2 separate regions of the Gossypium arboreum genome follow, and region 1 is linked to region 2. The links are chromatin contacts, called in public Hi-C maps. All regions are on one chromosome and are shown on one strand. Each heading gives the region's core, a stretch centred on a gene start, on an enhancer-like site or on the middle of the called end of the contact. The rest is flanking DNA. Distances are from core to core; before and after follow the strand shown. Region 1 holds the start of LOC108483425 (filament-like plant protein 4). Region 2 holds the start of LOC108463228 (auxin-induced protein 6B-like).

Region 1 (6,513 bases), core at 2,046-4,545, 350 kb before region 2:
AATTGAGAGAGCTCGGAGATCATACCAGTTGCCCATGAGTCGGCACAACTTTTTTCATCATCAATTCCATCTTCAGACACAGAAGTCACACTTGGTGAATTGCTAGCTTTTGAGGGGCTTCTTTGCTGGTTGCTGATGGCAAGTTGTGCTTCTAAAGTTTGAAGCTTGCTAGATGTCTTAGCACACAGATTCCTAGAAGCCAGTAGTTCACTGTTACGCTTTGCCAAAGCTTCTTTCAGCATCTTTGTTTCTTCTTCCATTGCTAATAATCGTTCAGTGAGAAACTCATTCTCTTTATGGAATTTCTGTGCATTGTCAAGGGAAAAGTCAGTGACAGCAGGTGTGTGTGGAGTAGAAGGCCGGACGGGAGACCTTTTTAATCGAGTATCTCCATAATCCCGGCCTAAACTCTCAACCTCTAGCTTCATTTGGGCAAGTGCAGCAGGACCAGGCAACTTTTTCCTCACAAGACCACGCAGTCTTTGGCACTCTGCTTCTAGCTTTGCTATCTTTTTTACACCCTCCATATGCTGCTTGTTAGCTGCTTCTGCAGTTCTCATGCTCATGTTCCTTTCTTCATTGCGAATTTCGAGCTCTTTGGAAACTACATGAATCTCATATTTCAGTGAATTGATTTCCCTTTCACATGATTCGATGTTACCCTTCAAACACTCAATCTGGGTCTCAGCTTGAGATTTTTCTTCAGTAATCTTGACCAGCATGTTAGAACGTTCTTGCAAAGACCTAGAAATTGCATCATTTTCAGCCGCAGACTTACAGAGCTCTTGGTCTAAATAAGCTATCTTTGCTTCGAGCTCAAGCTTAATCTTTTCACATTGCTTGTTTTTGCTAACAGCCAAATCTTGCAACTTCTGCTCATGTTCTTCCTTCAGATTTCGGATTTGCCGCATGCACTCTTTAAGAGCACCATCCAAATGCGATGCCCTATCTTCAGCAGTGAGCTTCAAAAGGGTAACAGATTCCAGATGATTTTTCAAGGCCAAGGCCTCTGCTTCAGCCTTTTCCCAACCTACAGCAAATTCAACAGCAGAGAGTGAGAAAAAATTGGACCAAGTTTAGCTACAGGAACTTTACTCTTATATTAGACTGAACATTTGAGCATAGACTAACCCGAGACTGCTTCTTCTGCAACTTTAGTGTGCTGTTTCACCAGGTCTTCCTTGCCACTAATCTCTGAATTGGCAGCAGAGAGCTTTTCATTCAAGTGCTTAATCTCATTCTCCAATGTCTGGACTTGTTCCTCATATATTTTCACTTGATTCTCCAAACCAGTGAGATGTGAATATGATTCCATGGAAATTTGAACATACTTGGGTTTTTTGTAAGTATTCTGTTCAACACAAAATCATTATCTGATAAAACAGCTCAACAATTTAGATGATAAGCAGATATAAATCTCTGCTCCAGCTGAGATAATGTGCAAGGGCATAGAAATGTAGAATGTTGAGAAAATAAACACCAATTTTCCGATGTGGTTTAGTTACATAAACAAGATTTACCTGATCATTTTGAGATGCAGCTGAAGCTAAAGCAGCAGCGGCGGCATCTGCTTCGGCGGCGGCAGCAGCAGCATCTTTATCAGCTTTATCAGATGATTTTTTCTTCCAAGGCCAACGGCGGTCCATTACTTGAAACCCCTTTATAGCCTATGTCAAGAAGACCAAATAATTTGTCAAGAAAAATATATATACTGCAAAAGAAAAGGAAACTGAACATCACAGCCTCCCTCCAATCCAAAAATCATAGTATATGACTAAGGATACACGCTGCAGCCAACCTATTTAGGCCGTAATACTCTCAGATAAGTTTCTGACATTCTTTTTCTAATCGAAATGAAAACAATTTCAAACCAAGTTCAATTTTCTTAAACCGTATTCAAAGACTATAAACAGAAACATGTTCTATGATACCAAAAGCTAACTGCCTTACATATTTGGTATCGAAACCACTCAAGAGTTCAAATAAATCCTCCCAAAGATAATGCAAATCTTAGTAATTCACTGAGAAATAGAAAAAATTAAGAATGAGGATCATCAGGTTAGGTAGCATTTCTTTAACATTGCATGATGGAATAATGTTTTGGTGGATATTCACCAAACTATTAATAGTCACCAAGAATCCTAAGAAGAAAGTTTAATATTTTTATTAGAATTTACTTTGACCAAATCAAATTATTAGACAGCTGTCAGAAATCAAGGTGCTCTTCTCTTTTATACTACATTTTCCCAGCTACCAAACAGAGCATCATGTGAGGGGGTAAAAAAAGGTTTCCAAGGTTGAGAAATTACAAAGCAGATTGTACTACTAGAATGAAGAAGCAGCAGGAGTTTGGTATTTGTGGTAATTTGGGACTGAAAATAACGTGAAAGAAAAAGACAAGCCATCAATTTAGAACTGAAAAGGGAAGAAGAAGAAAAAAAAAGGCACCGTGTGACATCCATTCATTATCGTACAACATAAATATAAACGCCATGGTTTTAGATAGAAACAAGTAAGATCGTCAGTGTTTCAAAGTGTTGTGAATCGAATCAGAGCAAAACCAAGTTCATCAATGACTTCAGTTGAAATGCAAAAAGAAGATCTAATCAAAAAGCAAAAGATCTTAGAATCAAAAGCTCGCTTCATATCAGGCAAAACAAGAAATTGAATCCTCACCGACAAAAAAAAAAAAGCATCTCAAATGAAACATTTTAGTCTGCATAAAACCTGACATCTATTTGTCTTGCAATTAAAAGAAACCAGAAAGAAACAAAAACTAAGGGCAGAGGGAAAAACATAAGTTTTCCATTTTTACTCACTACACACTACAACTGTGCTTTCACCATCAACCTTTATGCTTAAACCAAACAAACAAGCAAATGAAAAGTTAAAAAAAAAAAAAAGAAAGAACGAAAGAAAGAAGCATTTTAGAACTCGCATTATTTCATAAACTTGACTTACCTTGAGAATCAGAAATGAAAGTTTGTACAGTATAAACAAAAGAGTGTTGTTTGAGATTTAAAGTTAAGATCCAAATTTGTGGGTTTTTTGGTTATTGGTTTCAGTGTTTTGAGGAAGTGAAAGAAGTGGTGGCAATGGCGGAGGAGGAGGGAGTGGGACCGTGGTGGTGGCGTTGGGGCAATAAAGCAAAAGTTACAAAACCAGTTCGGCTTTGAGATTATTAATAGTTTTCTGCAAATAAAAATTAAAGGCCACTGTTTTTTGTTTTTGTTCATTAATTACAGGCCAGTGTTAGTTACATATACACGTACGTATACACACATATATATATATATATATATGGTAAATTCCCTCAACTCATATTAGATTTTAGGACTTTCCATCTATAAACCTTTTATTTTTAATCGTATTTATATCTTAAATTCTCATTTAAGGTTTATATTTAATATATTCATAGCCTACATAATGGCATTATCTTATTTATTCTTAAACATATGATAAAAATATGAACCACTATTTTATGTATATTGTTTTAGATAATTTGAGCACTAAATATTTTTATTCTCTAATTTTATAAAAAAGTCATTTTAGTTTTCAATTAAATTTTAAAATTTATATTATTTATCAAATCATTTCAAAATAATTAAAAATTTTAACATTTGTTAACTTTACTCACTATACACATGGCAACCCACATGCATGTTATCTTAATAATTAACATGTACGCCAAGAATTAATTATTTTTTAATTTTTAAATTTTAAATAATTAATTAATTGTAGGCATGGCATCTATGTTACAACCTATATATATATCACATCAATAAAATTAACAAATATTAATTTTTTCATCTATTTTTGAATAGTTTAACAAACAACGTAAATTTAAAGATTAAAAAAATAAAAATTTAAATAAAAATTAAAATAACCTTATTTATAAAATTGGAAGACCAAATGAATTATTATGTTAAAAAATTAAAATGAGAAATGAATTTTGGCAATTCATTGTTATACCTTTTTCATGTTATAGTTATTTTATATATTAATATAATTTTAATAAGTTTGTAATTTATATTAATAATTTAAATATATTATGTTTTTAAATCAAATTTAATACATTTTGTCATAGCTATATACTCACTGTGGTAGAGCAACTGCTGGGCTGTAAACGATATTTTGGAAAGCTATGTTTCTATGTGCGATTTTGGCGTACTGTAAATGTTACGACTTAGGACCGCCGTCACTACTCGTTACAGCTAATGAGGATTTGTTTTAATCAAATATTGCCTGCCTACCATGCTCCGTCGCTGCATCTATTGCCATGTGTAACCGCATCTCCACCATTGAAATTGCTTCAGTCCGTTGGTATTCGGGACATGTAATTTAATGTTAGTGATTTTCGACCCCAATTGCAGGATTTTGTTGTCTACTGAATTTGGTTTTATCCTGCTCTCTAATCTTTGCTTTACATCCAACACTAATTTCTGTTTTGCTAGATTAAATTACTTCCTCAGTCATGCTAAATAGAAGTTCATTAAATAGTAATAGAATGTTGATTGCGTATTTCTTAATAGAATGTTAATGTGCATTTCTTATTTTAGTTCTTTTAAATTAGAGTGGTTCTCATTTTCGTCATTTTAAAATTAGGATAAATTATCTGTTAAATATTTTAAATAGACATTGTTATTATTTTAGACACTAAAAAATACATTAGTCTTCCATTATTATTTTAAGGGTGGAGTGACAAATTTGATCAAATTTCTTTTTGGCTATGATCAAATTAACAAAAAAAATTAAGAGTGGACCAAAATAAGAACGACCATTACCTTAATTAGGTGACATTGCAACCATACTCACCTTTGCCTGCCAAGCAACTTGCCATGAAAACCCCTTGCAATGACTCCAACACCAACTTGTTTAGTCTTTAGATCTAATAAACCATCAACATTTATCTTAACCCAACCTTGCTCTGGTTTTTGCTAATTAACCTCATCATTACATTGATTTTCATTCAGGTTAGAAGACATCCCATTATACCCAATCTCTAGGATCTCCATAGCTACCACTTCTTTCTTGCAAATAGTCCTCTTAGCATTTATTCTAGCCCCTTGCATCATCATCTCACAACGCATCTTCCATATCATCCACTAGGTAAGGATTATTCTAATTTTCAACTCTTCATCCCTAATGGACTTCATTATTTCTACAAACTAGCAAACAACATCGTCCACATCTCCTTTGTTAATTCTAAGTCCACTGTAAGCCTCAAACCATACACCCCTCACCCAATCACAGCCAAAAACAAGTGCTCCAAAGTTTCCATTTCTTAATAGAATGTACTACAAAAATGGGATCTAAATTTAACTCTCTTCCACAAATTGAAACTACTAGAAATAGCATCAATACAGACCCTTTAGAGAAATACTTTTATCTTACTAAGCATCTTCAGATTCCATATAAAGTTCCAAATAGACTTATTAATAACATATGATGATGAAGGCCTCAAAGTGTTGTTTCCCTCAGCTTCTTTCTTGATTATCTTGTAACCAGATTTGATAGAGTAGCAACCTGAAGCATTATGTGGCCATATCAGTCTATCTATACCATTTAGATCCCCTAGGAATATTAAGAATTACTTCATTCTCCTCTCCTAAAAGCCAATGTTCAATAGATGACAAGTTCCAAGTGCCCTTCTCTTTGTAGATAATCGCAGTCACTTTGCTTACTAAATCTTCTTTTAGAATGCCCGGATGATGGTTCTATCACCCCTTATTCCTCTAACCCATCTATCTCTCCAAATTCCAATAGTTTCTCCATTCATCACCTCTCATAAACATTAGCTCCTTGAGAACTCATGAACCTTCCACCAAGCTACTCCATGTCCAAGATGCTCTAGATCCTTTCTCTGCCTCCATGATAGATTTGTGGGGAAAGTATTAACCTTTCAAGACCTTAACCCATAAAGATCTTGGTTCAGCAATCATCATCCATCTTTGTTTAGCCAACATTGCTAGGTTAAAAGCTTCAAAGTCCTTGAACCCCATTCCTCCTAAGACTTCCAATGAATTTTCCTTTCATTGTGAATCTGCCCCACCAAAAATTAGCAATGGCCTAATTTATTTCCCTACAAAAATACTTCAGAAACTTGAAACATGCCATTAAGTAAGTTGGAATTGCACATGCTACAAATTTGATCAGGACCTCTACTAGATTGATAGAATCTACTTCTTCCAACATTTCAACTTTGCCAACAATCTTTCCTTGATGTAACTCAAAGCATCCATCCTTCTTTTACCCCACAACGTAGGAACACCAAGGCATGTCTGAGGATTCTTGTAAAACTGGACTCCATGTTTGTTGGAAAATATGGTTTGGAAAATGCAGCGAGAAATAAGTTTAAGGGGAAAACCTGAGTTTTAAATTTTTCTCCAAAAACAAGAACTTGGTTATTATATCTAAAGTAATAAACACTTAATCAAAATTGTACATTTTTTATTGGTCTAGGATGAATGTTTCGACCAAGTAGTCTTCTTCGTTATCCTTAAGTTCACGTCT
Region 2 (5,787 bases), core at 3,022-5,521:
CTTGAAGTTTTATCTGAGCATGCTGGGAAGGGTATAGGTTTATATATTTAAACATATAAAATTTTTGAAGGCTGAACATTTTCATTAAATAAGCTTCATGCTTGCCAACATACAGCAGGATATGACACATTTGCTGTTTTAATGCTACCATAAAGTTTAACAGTTTTGCAGGGTTCTCTAATTCCGAAATTAAGATAATGCTTACAAGAACCGAGTGGATATACCTTAACATATGTTCGTATTTGAATTAGGTTCATCAAGCAGAATTGAGAGGTGATAAGATTGATGTTGTTGTTAAGGTAAGTCCCCTTGAAAATGATTTTAAAACCTCATATGTCTATGTGATTTTGACCATTCAAGTTTATGGTAGGTGCAACATCCAGGAATCCAGGATCTTATGATGACCGACATCCGTAACTTGCAAGCATTTGCACTATACATTCAGAAGAATGTTATCAAATTTGATCTATTTTTCGGAAATGAAAAAACAGGTATCTGTATTCACATTAATGTTCCTTACAAAACACATTTATCCTTCTTTTATGAATTTTTCAGATTATGTAAATTGAGAGTACCGTTCTACTTGGATTTAGATTTCTTTTTTCTTCTGCATGTCGTTAATTATTTATCCTTTGTGTTGTCAAGATTGGATATGAGTTTGACTTTCTAAGAGAAGCCAATGCTATAGAGAGAATTTGCTATTTCTTATACGAGAATAAGATAAAGAACTATGAGTTTTTGAATAACATAAAATGAGGAATGGCTTCTGAGACAAATGGATTACGGATCTCAGCTCCTTCTGTATTTATGTCGAGTTTTTTTTCATGTTTTTGAATAACATAAAGAACTATGAGTTTTTGAATAACATAAAATCAAGGACTATGGTTTTTGAATAACAAAGGACCATGAGTTTTGATTTTTATTTCACATATGAAAAGAACTAATATTACTAAAATTTAGTAATTTTATGTAAAAATTGAAGGTTTTATTTCACTAAAAGATTGTTACAAATAATTAATTTATTAAAGAGTATACCTTATAATTAACTGTTGTTATCATGTTATTATAAGGGATAAAATAAAATATAAAAATATGTTTTCTATTAAAATTGACTATTAAAATAAAATGTTATTAGAGGATTATCATATCGTATGTTAAACTCATTTTTATATTAGCGATTGTGACCTAAGAGAACAGTGAGAGGCTAGATTAAAGCAAATATATTAGGCATTGAAATATTCTTAATAATAATTTTATATTAAAATTATTATTAAATATTATTAATAATTATATTAAGAATGTTATTAAATTATATATTATTTTATTAAATCGTATTTAATAATAATTATGTTAAAATATGATTAAATTATTTATTTTTATTTTTATTTTTATTTTATTAAAATATATTTAACAATAATCTTATTAAAATTTAATAACAATAATCATATACCTACAAAAATTACATTAACGATATTTTGGTCATTTAAGCATTTTTCCTTATACTATTACAACATCTATTCCATTCAACCAAACATAATAATTCTATTACACTCTATTCCATTCCATTCAACCAAACAATTGAATTACTGATTACAGCTCTATTCCATTACAACTCTATTCTATTATAGCTCTATTCAATTATAGACATATTCCATTACAGTGAACCAAACGTACCCTTAATCTTTTACCTACATAAAAAACAAAAAATTATATTAAAATAATAAAAATAACATGCCAATAAAAATATAACATAAACGATACAAAATAAATACGAATATTTTTATTATTATTTTAAAATGATAATAAGTAAAATGTATTGATTTAAAATATAATATATATAATAACACGCCAACATAATTATTGTTACTATATATATATATATATTTTCATAGAACTTCAAAAGAAATTTCATTATTAATATTTATAAAAACATAAAATAAAATTTAAAACATAAACTCTTATTCTCAATTATAAAATCTTAAAAATTAGAACATATAAACTAATTCCTAATTTATCTCATAAATTCCAAATTCCATATCAATGGTCTCATCTTTTACCTACATAAAAATAAAAAAATAATATTAAAATAATCAAAATAACATGCCAAATAAATTACATAAAAATAAATCTAATCAACCTAAAACACACATAACAAATAAATTACATAAAAAATAAAACATTCTTTGTACATAACATAAATAGGCTTTTTACTTCAATAAACATTAAAAATAAATTATGAATGAATGAAAATATTAAATAAATACAAACATACCTTAATAGTTCTTTTAATCAAATAATACCTTACAAAATAAAATTAAAAATTAAATCTGAATTAAATCAACAATAATAACAAAAAAAAAATTAACATTAACATTAATTTATAACAAAAAAAATTACCTTTTCTTAAACATCTAATCTTCCCAAACTCTCCTTCCCTTTTCTATTTTCTTTTTCATTCTCTTTCTCATTCCCTTCTCTATTCTCCTTTTTTTTTTTCTTTTTTCCTACCCTTCCCGTCCTCTCCTTCTTCTTCTCTTCTTTCCTTTTTCCTTTCTTTAAAAATTCTCTCTTCCTACCAAAAATGAGCATCAGAGACCATTATAAGGTCCCCAAACACACATATCAAACATATCCCCTGACACCACACATATCAAACACATCCCCTGACACTAGCCATGACCCGTCCCATCTCTCCCACCGCCTGACATCAGTGGTGCTGCCTCTGCCAGAGACATGACTTGGGTGCCGCCTCTTCCCTAGGCACGACCCGGTGTGCTGTCCCATCCATGACAGCAAATTGGGTTTTGGGTCTGATTTTTACCGTATACGACCCGTATTTGACTCAGTGTGCCGCCTATTAAGCTACCTCAACCATTTATTTTTATTTTTTATTTTCTGTTTTCATGCAAATTCTGTCAAAATAGGGGCACCACCCTCCAACCCTTTGAATGTACCATTTTAGTACATAATTTTTGAAATATATCATTTTAGTTTTTTTTAATATTATTTAGGTAAAAAAAACCTATTTATTTTTCTTATTTCACAAAAAAAAAAAAGTAAAAAAAGAAGCTAACGGCTGCCACATGATTGTAAAACAACAATTTGTAATTCATCGGCTAATATTAGTAAATTAAAATTCCATTTTTCAAAAAAAAATCGATAATAAAAACAAAAAAGAAATTTAAAATTAAATTAATAATGGAAATAATTGAATATATTGATGGAATTAATATCTGTACATTGTTGTCTTCACCAATCAATAAATCTGAGAATTTACACAAAATCACTTGTTCTTGTCTTGTTCTTGAGACTTGAGTTGAATAGTCTCAATGTCTCGATTCGGTAACTTTTTCCTTTGCTCCCATTCCGATTCGAACTCGGGACGACTCGGTGGGTAGCTCACCCACGTTTCTCTGCCATCTCCATTCATTTCCGGAGCCATCATTATTGACTCGGTTCATTTTGCCCCCAATTTCTTAAAAAATAAAAAATGAAAACCCCACTATGAATTAGTAACCAGCTTCTCAACTCGGCCAACTCACTTGCTTCAACAGCGTATAATGAATTGTTCACTCGAGCTAACTCAGAACTGAGTGAAAAAACCCGGGTAAGAATCAAAGCGGTTTCCTTTTTGTTCTCACTGTTTCCTGAATTACCAAATTGTTTTCTCAACGAACCCATGAAGTAACGGTCGAGATTCGGTCCACAAATCGAACTTACTCCTGATTCCTACGTGACAGTTTCCTTTAAAGTCCTCGATGCATGTGAACTTACCGGAGTGACCCGAATCCGAACGGGAAATAAATCGTATCACTTCTTCGAAAACGGTCTCGTCGCAGGGGATCGACAACGGGCCTTGATTAGTGAAGCCGTACTCTTCCTCGGCTTGGATAAGGAGTTTCTTAAAGACGGGGTGGTTCAGGTACGTCAACCGCACCACGAATCTCCTGCAACTCGTCCCCACATAGACCGCCACATGTCCCGCCGGCACATCGGACGGGATGCGACTGGCCGACAGGCGGGCCTTGTTTCTCCACCGCCGCAGCATTTGGCGAAGCCTCACAATGTGGCGGATTTTGCTGCATTTGCCAAGCCCCGGCGACATATTCCCGGCAAATTAGGAAATCAACGAGAGAAAAATGGAAGTGTCCGGGTATTTGAGGGGAAAGATTGGAGGTTGTGAATGGAATGATGGAATTTACGAGGGAGGATTTTATAAAAAGGAATGTAGAAGAATGCCCCTAAAGTTTGAGAAAACTACAAGGCTGTGTCTGTTGTGCTATTGGTGAGCAATTAAATAAAAGCTTTAAAATGTCTTTTGGCAATTGGAATACTATATTATTATCAGTAACTAAATCAACAATTTTAATCACCAACAATAAATACAAAATACAATCCATTTATATTTAAATGGTTTTATATTTTTGGTTGATGAAATTAATTAAAATCAATTCTATTTTTGTCATTCAAAATTAAATGATGATGTTGTCTTTTTTTTTCATTTTTATTTGTATAATAACATAATCAACCTTCAATACTTACACAATTTAATAAATTAATCATAATTCAACAAATTTAACTCTCCACCCAAACACATATTATAAAGACATTTCATAACTGAGTAAAAACAGTTAGTAACTTGATCATAGTAAAATGTATAATTTTCTTGGTTTGAAAACATCATTGCAATCAAAACAAATTCGACATACTGATGTTTTTGGTACAGGAATTCAACTTCATACAATTCCAACTTTGAATTCCCCATTTTAATTTAATTTAATAGAGGGTGGATATTGCTAATATATAATAAATAATATTTAATGTTGAAAACTCAGAAAAAAAACAAAAGGATGTAATGAAATAAATTGAAGCCTCGAGAAAGCCCACCATGGCTTTACAAGTGGTTGAGTCAATTGGAAGCTGCTTTTTTGTTTTCTAAATCATATAATAAAAAAACGAATTTGTATTCTCCGTATCTGACTTTGCTATCCATGTGCCAGGATACCCCATCTCTATTCTTTTTCTTTTTTTTTTTTTTAATTTCCTAAATATATCATTTATGGAAATTATTTCAACATATATAATTAACATGCACCCAACATTTCATCATATCAGTATACATTTAAATCATTTATATTTTATTTATATGTAAAAAATATTATAGAAGTCTTTATATTAAGAATTCAATTGTATTTTTTAATCAAAATTGAATAAATTAATTATTTTATATTAGATCAAAGAATAAATTACTCATCTACTAAAAATTTCATCTATTTTTATTATTAAAAATTAATTTCTATACATTAACATAAGATGCACATAACATTTCACGTTGCATTGATTGATTATTTTCTAAACCAGGCAAAACACGTACACTAAATTTGAAAACAAATAAACTCTCTCGCCTCCCATCTAGCCCAAGCTAACTCAAGTTTCTTGTGACTATGAGCATTGAAAATTTTAAAATAATAAAAAAATATTTAGAACATTATTATTGGAGGTTTTAAACTTTACAAACATTTATAAATGTTGTATAAAAATATATAATAATTTCGAAGTAGGAAATATTAAATCATATTTATAAAAAAGCAATCATTCATTTTCATATATTATTTATGAAAGGTGATTGGATTGATGGGTCCACGTGCATGTTTTGGGCAGGTAGAGTGCATCCCCCCAAGCGTCATAGTATTTGCACGTTAAGAAGTGAGAAACAACCCCACTTGCTAGGATTTAAGGATCATATCATTTATTTCGTTTTTATCGCAAATGTCCTTCCAATTTCAA

The links. A called contact is a pair of places that touch in the nucleus more often than the background predicts.
Region 1: a Hi-C map of leaf shows a contact between it and region 2, with 2.9 times the contacts expected there. The contact joins the promoter of LOC108483425 here to the promoter of LOC108463228 in region 2. A contact is called at or near these places in 2 of 5 Hi-C or Micro-C datasets (both in leaf).

Annotation. Positions count from the first base shown.
Region 1 is chr1:101,281,365-101,287,877 of ASM2569848v2, reverse strand. LOC108483425 (filament-like plant protein 4) reads right to left here and starts at 3,295. Exons shown (of 6, transcript XM_017786811.2): 1 at 2,962-3,295; 2 at 1,521-1,667; 3 at 1,132-1,351; 4 at 1-1,030. The coding sequence starts at 1,646.
Region 2 is chr1:100,928,838-100,934,624 of ASM2569848v2, reverse strand. LOC108463228 (auxin-induced protein 6B-like) reads right to left here and starts at 4,271. Exons shown (of 1, transcript XM_017763169.2): 1 at 3,193-4,271. The coding sequence starts at 4,105. The coding sequence ends at 3,653.